2 separate regions of the Sus scrofa genome follow, and region 1 is linked to region 2. Evidence: chromatin contacts called from public HiChIP or PLAC-seq data. All regions are on one chromosome and are shown on one strand. Each heading gives the region's core, a stretch centred on a gene start, on an enhancer-like site or on the middle of the called end of the contact. The rest is flanking DNA. Distances are from core to core; before and after follow the strand shown.

The links. HiChIP or PLAC-seq counts read pairs in DNA pulled down with a chosen protein or histone mark.
Region 1: an H3K27ac HiChIP or PLAC-seq map of skeletal muscle shows a contact between it and region 2, with 5 times the contacts expected there. The contact joins two enhancer-like sites. A contact is called at or near these places in 6 of 47 Hi-C or Micro-C datasets (embryonic fibroblasts, heart right ventricle, retroperitoneal adipose tissue and 1 more) and 2 of 2 datasets of contacts at active chromatin or transcription factors (alveolar macrophages and skeletal muscle).

The regions. Positions count from the first base shown.
Region 1 is chr15:67,787,518-67,794,190 of Sscrofa11.1, reverse strand. No RefSeq gene overlaps it. Among named protein-coding and RNA genes, the nearest start is that of TANK, 180 kb to the left of the region's middle. Within about 2 kb of position 4,585, at least 48 of the 83 cell types and tissues checked have an H3K27ac peak or open chromatin away from gene starts, as enhancers often do. A contact at or near this core is called in skeletal muscle, where this site is marked.
Region 2 is chr15:67,611,952-67,618,463 of Sscrofa11.1, reverse strand. No RefSeq gene overlaps it. Among named protein-coding and RNA genes, the nearest start is that of RBMS1, 210 kb to the right of the region's middle. Within about 2 kb of position 3,838, at least 11 of the 83 cell types and tissues checked have an H3K27ac peak or open chromatin away from gene starts, as enhancers often do. A contact at or near this core is called in skeletal muscle, where this site is marked.

The sequences.
Region 1 (6,673 bases), core at 3,336-5,835, 170 kb before region 2:
TTCTATAGTGGTTGTACCAATTTACAATCCACAAAGTGAATGATAGAGTCTTTTTATCCATCTAAGAGATTTTAGAACTTTGGCACATAATATTTCATCCTAAAACAATGCTAAACCTAATATCCTTGCTTGATTATTTTTCAGAATAAATTCCCAGAAGTTGAATTTCCATCCCAGAAGGGGTACATATTTTAAGATTTTTGACAGACTGTTAAACAGACCTCCTAAATTAGATTCAGTTTACCCCCATGCCCCATTTCCCCACACCTGCCTCAATGCAGTATAGCATTATTCTATGTAACCTTTACAAAGCTGATAGATTAAAAATATGGCATCTCACTCTAATTTACAATCTTAAATATTTAATAAAGTTTAGAATCTTCTTAAGCTATATGTCTGTCTGTCTCCCCATCCCCCACTTTTTAAAGGAATTGTTGGTATTCTTTCTATGAAATTTCTGAGGGAGTGGTACATGCTTAAAACAATGGGAAAATCAATTGACTTAGTTAAGTTTTTCGGGGGGAGTTCCCATCTTGTTGCAGCAGAAATGAATCCAGCTAGGAACTATGAGGTTTCAGGTTCGATCCCTAGCCTTGCTTGGTGGGTTAAGGATCTGGCGTTGCTGTGAGCTGTGGTGTAGGTCACAGATACGGCTTGGATCTGGAATTGCTGTGGCTGTGGCGTAGGCCGGTGGCTACAGCTCCAATTTGACCCCTAGCCTAGGAACCTCCATATGCCGTGAGTGCAGCCCTAAAAAAACAAAAAGACAAAAAAAAAAAAATTTTTTTTTGCCTCATCTGCAGCTTGTGGAAGTTTCTGGGCCAGAGATCAAACCCACGTCATAGCAGTGGCCCAAGCCACCACAGTGACAATCCTGGATCCTTAAACTGCTGAGCCACATGGGAACTCCTGACTTAGTTTATTTTTATAGAAATATTATGTTTCTTGGAGGGCAGGGCCTTACTGGTAATGAGTCGGTCTCCTGGACTCACTGCTGATGTGTGTTTAAGATTGGACTGTAATCTGTAGCGAAAGGCTTGCTTGACATGTCATAAATTTTCTGAAAGGAAAAGTACATAGACTTAAAATGATAAATTGTTGGACCTTGAGTACAGAAATGTCTCTCAAGGCTGTGTGAGGAGATAGAGGAACAGTAGCTAATACTAAAAGTTCACTGTAAGTCTCATTTTTGTGGCTGGGAAGCAGTTACCTTATTAATCGGACTTTCAAAAACTTTTCACTTCTACTCAAAACAATTTTTTAATGAAGTATAATTGATTTACAATATTGCATTAGTTTCAGATATCCAGCAGAATTATCAGTTTTTTCTGATTATATTCCTTTATAAGTTATCACAAGATATTGAATATAGTTCCCTGTGCTGTATAGTAAATCCTTATTGCTTATCTATTTTACGTATAGTAGTTTGTATCTGTTAATCCTATACTCCTAATTTGTCCCTCTCCACCCCCTTCTCCCCATTGGTAACTGAAGTTTGTTTTCTATGTCTTTGAGTCTGTTTCTGTTTTGTTCATAGATTCATTAGTATTTTTTTTAGATTCTATGTGTAATATCATATAATATTTATCTATATGACTTATTTCACTATATATTTTTTTTTTTTTTTTTTTTTTTGCTTTTTAGGCATATGGAAGTTCCCAGGCTAGGGGTTGCATCAGAGCTGCAACCACTGGCCTATACCACAACCACAGCAATGCCAGATCTGAGCCAAGTCTGGGACCTACACCACAGCTCATGGCAACAATGGATCCTTAATCCACTGAGCAAGACCAGGAATTGAACCTGCATCCTCATGGATACTAGTTGGATTCATTTCTGTTGTGCCACAATGGGAATTCCAAGTGTAATATTATTTAGGTCCATCCGTATAGCTACAAATGGCAATGTTTCTGTCTTTTTTATGGTTGAGTAATATTCCATTATATATATATATACATATATATATATGTAAATGTATACACACATACATATGTATTACATCTTCCTACACCAATCATCTCTTGATAGGAACTTGGGTTGTTTCCATGTCTTGGCTATTGCTGATAATGCTGCTATGAATGCTGGAGTGCATGTGTCTTTTCCAGTTTTTGTTGTCTCCTGATTTGTACCCAGGAGTAGAATTGCTGGATCATATAGTGGTTTTATTTTTCATTTTTTAAGGAATCTCCATACTATTTTCCATAATGGCTGAACACATTTGCTCAAAGTTTAAAAAGAAAAACACTAATGTTTTTAGCATTACTTGAAAAATCAATTTCCATACAGTAGAAATGACTCTTGCCTGTGTATTTCCATGGATTTTAACACATGCGTAGATTTGTGTAACCACAATCAGAATGGGGAAGAGTTGCATTTCCCCTAAAACTCCCTTGCTCTATCCCTTTGTACTCACCTCTCCTCCCCCCTCTAATCCCTCGCTACCACTGATCTGTTTTCTGTCACTTTAATTTTGTTTTTTGAGAGTGTGATAAAAATGCAATCATACAGGATGAAAATTTTGAGATTGGCTTCTTTCATGCTGAAAATGAGGCCTTTGAGATTCATCCAAATTGTTGTGAGTATCAATAGTTTGTTCCTATGTACCACAGTTTATTTATCTATTCACTTATTGAAAGACATTTGAGTTTTTTTTAGTTTTCATAGTTATGAGTAGAATTGCTATAAACATGTTTGTACCAGTTATTGTGTGAATATATTTTTATTTCTCTAGGGTAAATATGTAAATATGGGGTTGCTGGGTCATACGGTAAATTGATGTTTAACTTCATAAGAAACTGCCAAAACTCTTTTCCAATTTTTGTATTATTTTCATATTTCTACCAGCAATATATGTGTGGTCTAGTTTCCTCATACCACTTGTCAGCACTTGGTATTGTCAATATTATTTTAGTCCTTGTAATAGGTTTATGGTGGTGTCTCATCATGTATTTAATTTGAATTTCCCTAGTGGCTAATAATGTAGAACACTTTTCATTTGCTTACTTGCCATCCACATTTCCTCTCTGGCTAAATATCTGTTCAAGTCTTTTGCCCATTAAAAAATTGGGTTGTTTTCTTACTTTTGAGTTCTGATAATCCTTTACATATTCTGGATACAAGTCTTTGTCAGATATGTGATTTGAGAATATTTCTCCCGTTTTCTCATTCTCTCAACAGTGTCTTTCATAGAGCAGAAGCTTTAAAACGTGAGGTCTCAGGATTGGTCTTGAATATTCCATGTGGATGCTGGTTGATTCTCAGTCTCCCAGCTTCCCTTCATCTCATCCCCATATGTTTGGTCTCCGCATTGAATTCCCAAGATTCTCTCATACCACTTGCCCAAAGAGTTAATTCGAGCTCTTTATTATGTAATATAAAGAAATACTTGAGTTGCTTTTAAAATCAATTCAACATTTGGTAAGTTCGTTATGCTCTTGTATCCATACACATTTCTGAGTCATTCTATCTGGCAGGTAGACACGTGGTCTTCTTCACCTTGCTCTCAGTCAAACCTAGTATATCAGAAGATGTGAGTACCATCACTGTAAGGGATTTTGGAACCCTGGTAGTAAACATGTGGTCTGTGGATCAGCAGTGTCAGCATTACCTGGGAGCCGGTAAGGAATTCAGACTCAGACCCTACCCTGAGCCTAAGAGTTAAAATCTGCATTTTAATGAGATCCCCAGGTGCACATTAACGTTTTCTAGCACAGCTGTATAGCTCATCTGGTTCTCACTCTTATTTTCCAAACAAAGAAACTGAGGTCCGAAGAGATCAAGGATGGACCCAAGGTCAGAGGCAGGTGGTGCTAGAAGCCAGGATGAGAACCTGGCCCTCTCAATTCAAGGCCAGTGTGCTCTGCATGGCACCACCTGCCTCCAGCATTTTGAATGACAACGACAGCCTAAGCTTCTCCCCCATCCTTGGCCATGCGTGGAGCATCAGCATTTGTCTTGATGTGGTCTTGTTCCAAAAGACTCCCTTCACTTCTTATTTCCAATATCCCTTAGGATTATCCAACTTTCAAATTGCAGGCTTTTGAATTTTCCTAATGAAATGAACTAAACACTCTTTGGGGGAATAAAATGATTTTTCCCCTTGCATTTGTTTACTTCTCTGTAAGCTCCTGAGATGGCTTACATGCTAGTTGTTAATCACACCATCTGTTCCAACAGCACTTCGAAATCATTTGATTCATACTTTTCTTTTTAAGGAATTTTTTTTTCTAGAACAATATGTTTATGTCTGTGTTACTCCCATCATTTGGCAATGCAGTATGAGCTATTTAAACTTTCCTATTTATTGTAAATGGCTTTTCAATCAGCAAATATTTTTTTAAATGTGCGTACACCACAAAAAACTGTGTCTACTGACTTTTCAAACATTGGAAACAGTAGAAAAATCTGTTTCAGTCTGTCTGTTGTCAAATTTTTAACCATCTGATTATATTTAAATGAAGCGTTTGGGAGGATGATTTATCTGAATGACCCTGAGAAATTTTCCCCATTGGCCCTGAAGATGGCAGTGCTGTGCAATTTAGCACAACCCTTCACTCCCCGCCTCCACCCCTCAAAAGGAATTTCTGGAATGGGCGAACTGGGGGAGGATTCGCTAAATCTGAACCTTCTAACACTTAGCATAAACCTCTTCTGAACCCTGGGATAATTTGGTTTATCTTTTGCTCCTTTTGTTTTTGTTTAAAGCTGTACCCCATGCATTTCCTGTTTCCAGCCAGGATCAGAAATGGAACTAGTTTAAAGGTTATTCCCATATCACGGGTAACCAGGAAGTGCCTATACAGTTTACTGAGAAGCTGGTTTTCACAAGGCCGCTTGGCTTTAAAAAAAAAATTTTTTTTTTTTTTTTTAAATCCCAACAAAGGCTCAACCCAAGATAAGCAGATAAGTGGGAACTAAGAATACCAGAGGTTTTGAATGCCTACTGGGACCACATCTCTGGGAGCTTGCCACTGCTGTTTTCCTCTTCTCAACAACGGAGGCCTGCTGTCACATTCTTTAAATTTCGTTAGCAGGATCTGGAACAGGGGTTTAGAGGGACACATGCTCAGGCCCCGGGCAGTATAAATTTCTGGCTCCTGTCATTGTTAAGGTATGGGCACAGAAAGAGAAGAGGATGAGAGTGTGTAGATATATCCTACTTACTTTTTGAGACTTTCAAAATTTGGTGACAATTCTACTCCCCAGAAAACATTTATTAAAGATGTAATTATGTGAAAGGCATTATGTTAAGTGCTGTTATAAAGAAGAGCCAGCAATATTTATGTGCCACAAGTCAGACCCTTGCCAAATGCTTTAGCAACTTTTCATTTAATCTTTACCAGAATGGTGTGAGGCAGACACTATACTCAATTTTTTTTTTTAACATGTGGAAGCTGAGAGACAGGGAGGTTAGTAAATGTGCTAGGTCATGCAACTTGAAAATAAAATTGCTGAGATTCAAAGTCAAGCCTCCTAAACTTAGAACCTGTACAATCAATTGTTGCCTTGTATTTTGATTTATAGATGATGACATAGCATAGACATCAAACTCTCAAGTTAGAATTAGACATATTTGATACCCATTTAAGGATGTCAGAGAAGGGGAGACTAGGTCTCAGGAGTATTTTCCTTCTGCTAAATGTGACACAGTTGTAAAAAAGCCAGACCTTCAGTGAACATGTATGCCATTTGGTTGGGGAATCAACATGTTCCCCAAGGTGGAACAGCACACCTAAATGACTCAAGATGTCTTTTCCCAGTGTGATCTATTCAGAAAATTTCTAGGGCAGAGACTTGCTAATAAAACTATGGAGGAGTTCCCTGGTGGCCTAGTGGTTAAGGACTTGGATTCCATCATAGGTCAGGGAACTTCTGTATGCCATGGGTGCTGCTGAAAAAAGAAAAAAATCAAACCAAGCCAAAACAAAAACAACTAGGGAGACCAAGTATACCCAGTTGGAACTGTAGTTTTAGACACCCCGGGATAAAACACACCATAATTTTCAAACCGTTTTTTTTTCCTCAGTGTTTTGTACCATTGCCCATGTCCAGAGGACATCTCAAGCTGGTTCTGTTTAACCCCCTCCCAGTTCAAATATAAGGACCTTCTCTTTCATGTTTGTCATTAAAATCTGGATGTATGGCATCCTATTTCCCTTCTCTATGCTTCTGAAGGTCTTACAACATTGCCTAGGACAGTCATTCTCAAAGTGTCAGCCTTGGACCTGCAGCATCAGCAACCCTTGAGAACATGTCAGAAAGGCAAATTCTAGGTCCTATCCCAGAAACAGTTTCATCAGAAACTCTGAGGGTGAAGCCTGAGCATTTGAGTTTTAACAAACCCTCTATGTGATTCTGATACACAATGAAGTTTAAAAACCAACAGGCTATGGAGACATCTACATGCAACTTGGAAAGGTGAGTTCAAGTGAGTCAATGGCCAGAGTGCTGAATGCTGTGGAGGAGAAGCCCTCACTAGTTGCCAGGGAAGGACAGGATAGTCCGTCCTTAGAAGGGACTATTGAACAAGGCTCTTGAACTTGGTCAACTCTTGTTTTTGAGGTCTCTTTGGGTCAAATGCTTTCTTCCAGGACCTTTCTTTCACATCACTCCCCCCCCCCAATCTATTATTCCGTTTCTTCTCAAAGCCTGGAAAATTCTTTTCCTTTCCTTT
Region 2 (6,512 bases), core at 2,589-5,088:
TCCAGTGTTGCTGTGGCTGTGGTTTTAGCCCCAGATGCAATTTGATCCCTAGCCTGGGAACTTCCATATGCCACAGGTGTGGCCCTAAAATAGTGATAATAATAATAATAATTCTGTGAGTATTTAAGTGACTGTATTAGAAGAGCTTTGCTGTAGTGTGGGTGGGTGTGTGTATACTGACATAGGGGTAGAATGAATGAAATAAATGAATATGAATAGGTGCATTTTAGTGTTGAAGCAGTTTCAATTAGAGGACACAGAAAATAATTGTCATTGCCTATTAACTTATGTGCCTATCAAAAGGTGGAAATTTACATTTATTCATGCAGTCATTCAGTAAGAATTCAGCAAATAGTTCTTGTGTGCTTTAGCTCTGAGCTAGGTTTGGGAATGATACAAATGTAAGTCAGATATCCAGTTGACCCTACAGGTGGTTTCTGTGGATATGTCACACACACTGTTAGATGGCACTCGGCACCTCTGACCATCTGAAGATAGAATCAACTCCCACTGAGCTTCTCAGTGAGCAATGGCAGGTTTGCTGAAGATCTCACAAGACAGGCAAAGAAAGAGTCAATTGCACCTACCATAGCCCTCGGCGCAATTTATGTCTCATTTGACAAGGTTTACCCCCAGGTCCTTCTAGCTCCCCCCAGCTTCTCTTTCCATTATCCCAGGGCACAGATTTGTGCCACCTCCCTCCTCTTTCTCACAATTTTTTTTTCTTGTCTCATGGAAGAGCAGTTCCATCTGTTTTTCTCGGTCCTTGGTGTCATCACTCACTGATCCCTAGGCAGGATGTTTGTACGACTTTTTCATATCTGCTTTAGTCTGGGTCATCACAGAAGCAGATTATGATTTTCAAGGATTCATTGTGGTAGTTTATTTGGAAGGTATACTTAGAAAATGCTGGTAGGGGAGACAGGGAAGGGTAGGTAGCTACTCTGGTCTGAAAGTGTCCTCCCCCAAATTCTTATGTTGAAATTCTAACCTCTAAAAATGATAGTATCAGGAGGTAGGACATTTGGGAAGTGCTAGGGTCATGAGGGTGGAGCGCTCATAATTGGGATTTGTGTTGTTATCAAAGAGACCCCATAGACATCCCTCAACCCTACTGCCTTGTGTCCACACAACACAGCAAGAGGGCGCTGGCAATGAACCAGAGAGTTCTCACCAGAGCTCGATCATGCTGGTGCCTTGATCTTGGCCTTCCCAGCCTCCAGAACTGTGAGAAATAAATTTCTCCTGTTTATAAACCATCCAGTCTATGGCATTTAGTTATAGCAGTCCAAGCAGTATGTAGTATGTAGCCAATAAAGTATGTTGTATCAAGTTACCCCTTTGGGTAACTAGAGCTTAATCTTGCTGGGATTTCTTGCAGCCAATGTAGAACACCCTCCTCAGAGTTATCTCACCAAGGGGTGAGGTATTTATATACCAAATCCGTCAGTTATTGCTTGAGGGCTGCTCCTAGGTGGTATTAATCCTCTGACATTTCTGATCTTCCATGTGCAGTGGGACAGGGGACAGGACAAAGGAGGGGCTGGCTGCCAAATAAAGCCCATAGGGGAAGAGATGAAATGCTGGTCCAGAAGCTGGCCCTGCATGTGCACAATGAGAAGGTTTGGGGATGTAGGAGCAGGCCACTTGTAGCATCTGCACAATATCATTAGACCAAGATAAACATATTTCCTTCTCTTAAGGAGGTTCCTTTAGGGTCAGGGGGAGAGAGCATGTATGTAAAGAGTTAAGTTACAATCCCAGATTATCTGAGGCAATGTCTTTAGGAATATGATACCCAGGGACCATTTGTTCCACCAACAGCTGTTAAGGACCCACTAGGTGTTGGAAACTGGTATAGTTGCTGGGGATAAAGGTAGAGTCTCTACCTTTAAGGGCCCAGAGTGAGAGGAACAGAGGCTAGTGCTGGGATGCAGAAGGTCCAGCTAAATGGAATGAGGGGAAGGGGACAGGGACCACTTTACATGGGATTCTGAAGAGGGAGAGTAGGATTTAGGCATGTAAGTGGTGGAGTCGAGGAGGAAAAGAGAGGAAGGCAGACATCCAGTGAGGGTGCCTTTGGAGGGCACTAAACTGGTATTTCCGTGAGGTGGATGTAGCTCAAAATGTCTGAAAGGTGGGCTCAGTATGAAGTGCTCAGTAGCCCTTGAGACAGAGGATGGACTGTTCTCTATTATTATAATTAACCCCCTTCGATCATAAGCAGGGCCCACGTGAACAGACACATCTTCACCTCCTTGACTTCCTATTCCCCATCCAGGAGCAGATCCCTTGCTTCCACTGGAGTTATTAATAGCAATAATAGCAGCTGATGACATTTACTGAGCATTTTATATGACAGGAACAGTGCTAGGTGCTTTGCATGCATTCACTCATTTAATCTTCCCCTTAACCTAGAAAAGTAGACATGATCATTGAAGATAAGAAAGCTGAGGTGGTAACTTCCCCCAGATGGCCCAGACATGGATGTTGACACTGGGATCTGTGTCCAAGAGCCTAGCCCCAGAGCCTGCACTCACTTGGAGAGATTAGACCCGTTCAACCCAGGCCTCCTAACTTTCCCAGACTGATTGGTGATGGTGGGGATCAGCTGTGTTTGAGTGAGGATGTGTCAGTAGGTGTGCTATCCAATGCTTCTTCCATCCTCTGAGAGGAATGGGGGGGGGGTTTCAAGTTGACCCCAAGAGACTATCAGACATGACACTCTTCACCCTATATTCACCACCTCCAATGTTTTCCCATCATGAAGAAAGAAAGAAGCAGTCCTAGATCATTGTCTCATAGGGATGGATATAGGGAAGCATAGTTCTACCATTTTGGCTTGTGTTAGCAAATTTGAAGAGCCTCTCTTTTCTGACTCAGGGGCCAAAGCACAGGGCTAAGTCTGCAATGAACTGAAATGTTGTGTCCCACCATGCAGTCCTAATGCCCAATGTGATGGTATTAGAAAGTGGTGCCTCTGAGAGGTGATTAGGTTGAGGGTGGAGACCTCATGACTGGAATGAGTGCTCTTGTAAAAGGGACCCCAGAGCTCTCTTGCCTTTTTTCTTTTTCTCCATTTCCCAGAAATCTGAAACCTGGGGAGTTCCTGTCATGGCTCGGTGGTTAACGAATCCAACTAGGAATCATGAAGTTGCGGGTTCGATCCCTGGCCTTGCTCAGTGAGTTAAGGATCCAGAGTTGCCGTGAGCTGTGGTATAGGTTGCAGACTCGACTCAGATCCTGGTTTGCAGTGACTCTGGCGTAGGCCGCGGCTACAGCTCCGATCAGACCCCTTGCCTGGGAACTTCCATATGCTGCAGGAGCGGCCCAAGAAATGGCAAAAAAGAAAAGAAAAAAAGAAAAAAGAAAGACATCTGCAACCTGGGAGTGGTCCTCCCCGGAACTCAACAATGCTGAAACCTTGACCTTGGGCGTCCCAGCCTCCAGAACTATGAGAAATAAATTTCTGTGGTTCACAAGCCACCCAGTCTATAGTACTTTGTCTTAGCAATCTGAAATGACTAAGACAAGGGTCCTGGATGTACTTTAAACTGAGGAAGAGCTTTTTGCCCTCTTTCTTCCTGTCATGCTTAAGATAGGGAGGGGTGTGACACCCACACACTGTGGGAGTCTTCCTGTGGCATGGCCCTTCTCCACTCAAGAGCCATGACTTTGGGTTGGAGAAATGCCATTTGAAGCTTATCCCCCACATTCTTGTAGTGTTTTCTTCTCTTTATGCAGCAGCCTCCAGAATGTGCTGTTCCCTGGCACTTATTTGATTTTCTCTCACTGGAGCTTTCTAAAAGATAGATGATAACATCATTTCTACTGAAACTGATATCCTCAGTCTATCCTGGGAAACATATGATCCCCTCCCACCTCACATGACCCTGAAACTTGGCCTGCACTGATTGAAAAAAAAATTGCTAGGGAATCGAGGGTCTTTTTTGCACTGTAAATTAAGCGAGTTATAAATCCTGCCTTAACACAGTTCGAGGGAATGTAGGAAAGTTATTACAAAGAGAGGAGGTAAAGAATTCTTCAGCAGCTTTCTGATTATACATAATGAAATTATTTTCTCTGGATTGAAACAGCTCCCTTGGATACTTCCTGCACTTTCATCTGGATACTGATTTATTTTTCTCTAAGTGAATTTAGGTAATGAGAAAGGTGCCTACTTGACATCTCCAGAGAATAAATCCTTCTAATTATCCACTAGAGAAGAGAAGCAGAAGGGCAGTCACAAAGCAAATACCTCCTAAAATATTTTAGAAATATGTCTCCCGTCTGAACTATGCAGAAAACTACTAAAAATTGGAAATTACTCAGGCTGAATAAAGTAGGAAAATCCTGGCTATTCTTGTAGTTGGTGGTAAATATGTCATGATGTCTGCTGGAGGTGGGCGGTTTTTTAAAAAGAAAAGACTTGAAGCTGAACCACCATTCTGTGTAGCTCAGGACTCCAGGCAGACTTTGGCTGGTAACAGACAGATGCATTGCATCTGCTTGCCCAGAGCTGTTTTTCCTCAGCACTACTAGAAGCTAACAAGTTTGTGGAGGGGGGGGATCTGTCCTGTGCATTGCAGGACACTGAGCAGCATCCCTGTCTCTACCCACTAGGTGCCAGTAGCCTCTCCTCCCTCTCTCAGCTGTGAAAATCAACAAGGTCTTCAGTCACTGTCAAATATCTCCTGGGAGGAGGCGGAGAACAAAACCACACCCAGATGAGAACTGTATCAGGAGAAACTTTAGACTCACCATTCGAGGTCCTGAAACCCAACTACATTCATACTCCCCATTATTAAATATGTTTTTAAGCCAAATCCATTTCAATTCTTTTGAGGGATATTGCTTTTCTCAGTTGCATGATGGAAGATTTTATATATATATATATATATATATATATATATATATATATATATATATAATATATATATGTGTGTGTGTGTATATATATATATGTATACACACACACACGTATAGCTTGAGTATATTCAGATATCATTCTTTTTTAATGCCTTCATGGTACTCTATTATATGAATATGCCCCAGTTTGTTTAGCCAGTACATTAAGCTATTTACAATGTTTGATCATTGCAAATGATGTGGCAATTTCTGTGTTCCTTAATTCAACAAAAATTTTTTGAATGTCTACCATTTACAACAACTGTAATAGGTTCTGGTACATAGACAAACTAACATGGACCTTGCCCTCATTAAACTTATATTTTAATAAGGAAGGAAATATGTGAATATGTCAAGAAAGGAATTGCAGGAGTTCCCGTCGTGGCTCAGTGGTTAACGAATCCCACTAGGAACCATGAGGTTGCGGGTTTGATCCTTGGCCTTGCTGAGTGGATTAAGGATCTGGCATTGCTGTGAGCTGTGGTGTAGGTCACAGACATGGCTTGGATCTGCATTGTTGTGGCTCTGACGTAGCTCCAATTAGGTCCCTAGCCTGGGTACCTCCATGTGCCGCAGGAGTGGCCCTAGAGAAAGGCAAAAAGACAAAAAAAAAAAAGAAAAAGAAAAAAAAAAAGAAAGAAAGAAAAAGAAAGGAATTGCAGATTGTAAATAGATACACATTTAAAACAATTCAGTTAATCATAAATGCCATGAAGGAAATAAACAGATGAGAACCTGAGTAAGTGGTGAGACCATTTTAGGTTGGGCAGTCGGGGAAGATATCTCTGGGTAGGGGACATTTGAACAACAGCTTAAAGGATGACAATGAGATAGGTATCTGTGGAGTAGACCATTCAGAGCAAGGGGCAAAGCAAACACAAAGACCCATGGGAGAGAAAGGGCTCAGGGTGCTTGAGGAACAGAAGGGAGGCCAGTGTGTCCAGAGTGCAGAAAGCAAGGGGAAAGGTGGGTGGTAAGAGGTGTATCATGTAAGGCAAGAGCTGAAAAAGGCAGGACTTGTAGACTATCATGGGGATGAGTCTAGATTTTAATGTAAAAGCAGTAGGAAACCAGTTAAGTTCTCAATTAAGGGGATGGCACAATCTGGCTTATGATTTAAAGTATTACTCGGGGAATACACCTGACAAAGGAGGTAAAAGGCTTATATGCTGAGCACTATAAAACATTAATCGAGGAAATTAAAGATGTAAATGGAAAGATATTCCATGCTCTGGGTTGGAAAAATTAATATTGTAAAAATGGCCATACTACCCAAAGCAATATACAGATCCAAGGCAATCTCTATCAAATTACCCATGACATTTGTCACAGAACTAGAACAAACAATCCAAAAATTTATATGGAAACACAAAAGACCCAGAATTGCCAAAGCAATTCTGAGGAACAAAAATAAAGCAGGAGGCATCTCTCTCCCAGACTTCAGGCAATATTACAGTCAGTCATTAAGACAGTGTGGTGCTGGTACCAAAACAGACAGACAGCCCAATGAAACAGAATAGAGAACCCAGAAATAAACCCAGACACCTATGGTCAATTAGTCTTTGACAAAGGAGGCAAGAGCATAAAATGGGGAAAAGACAGTC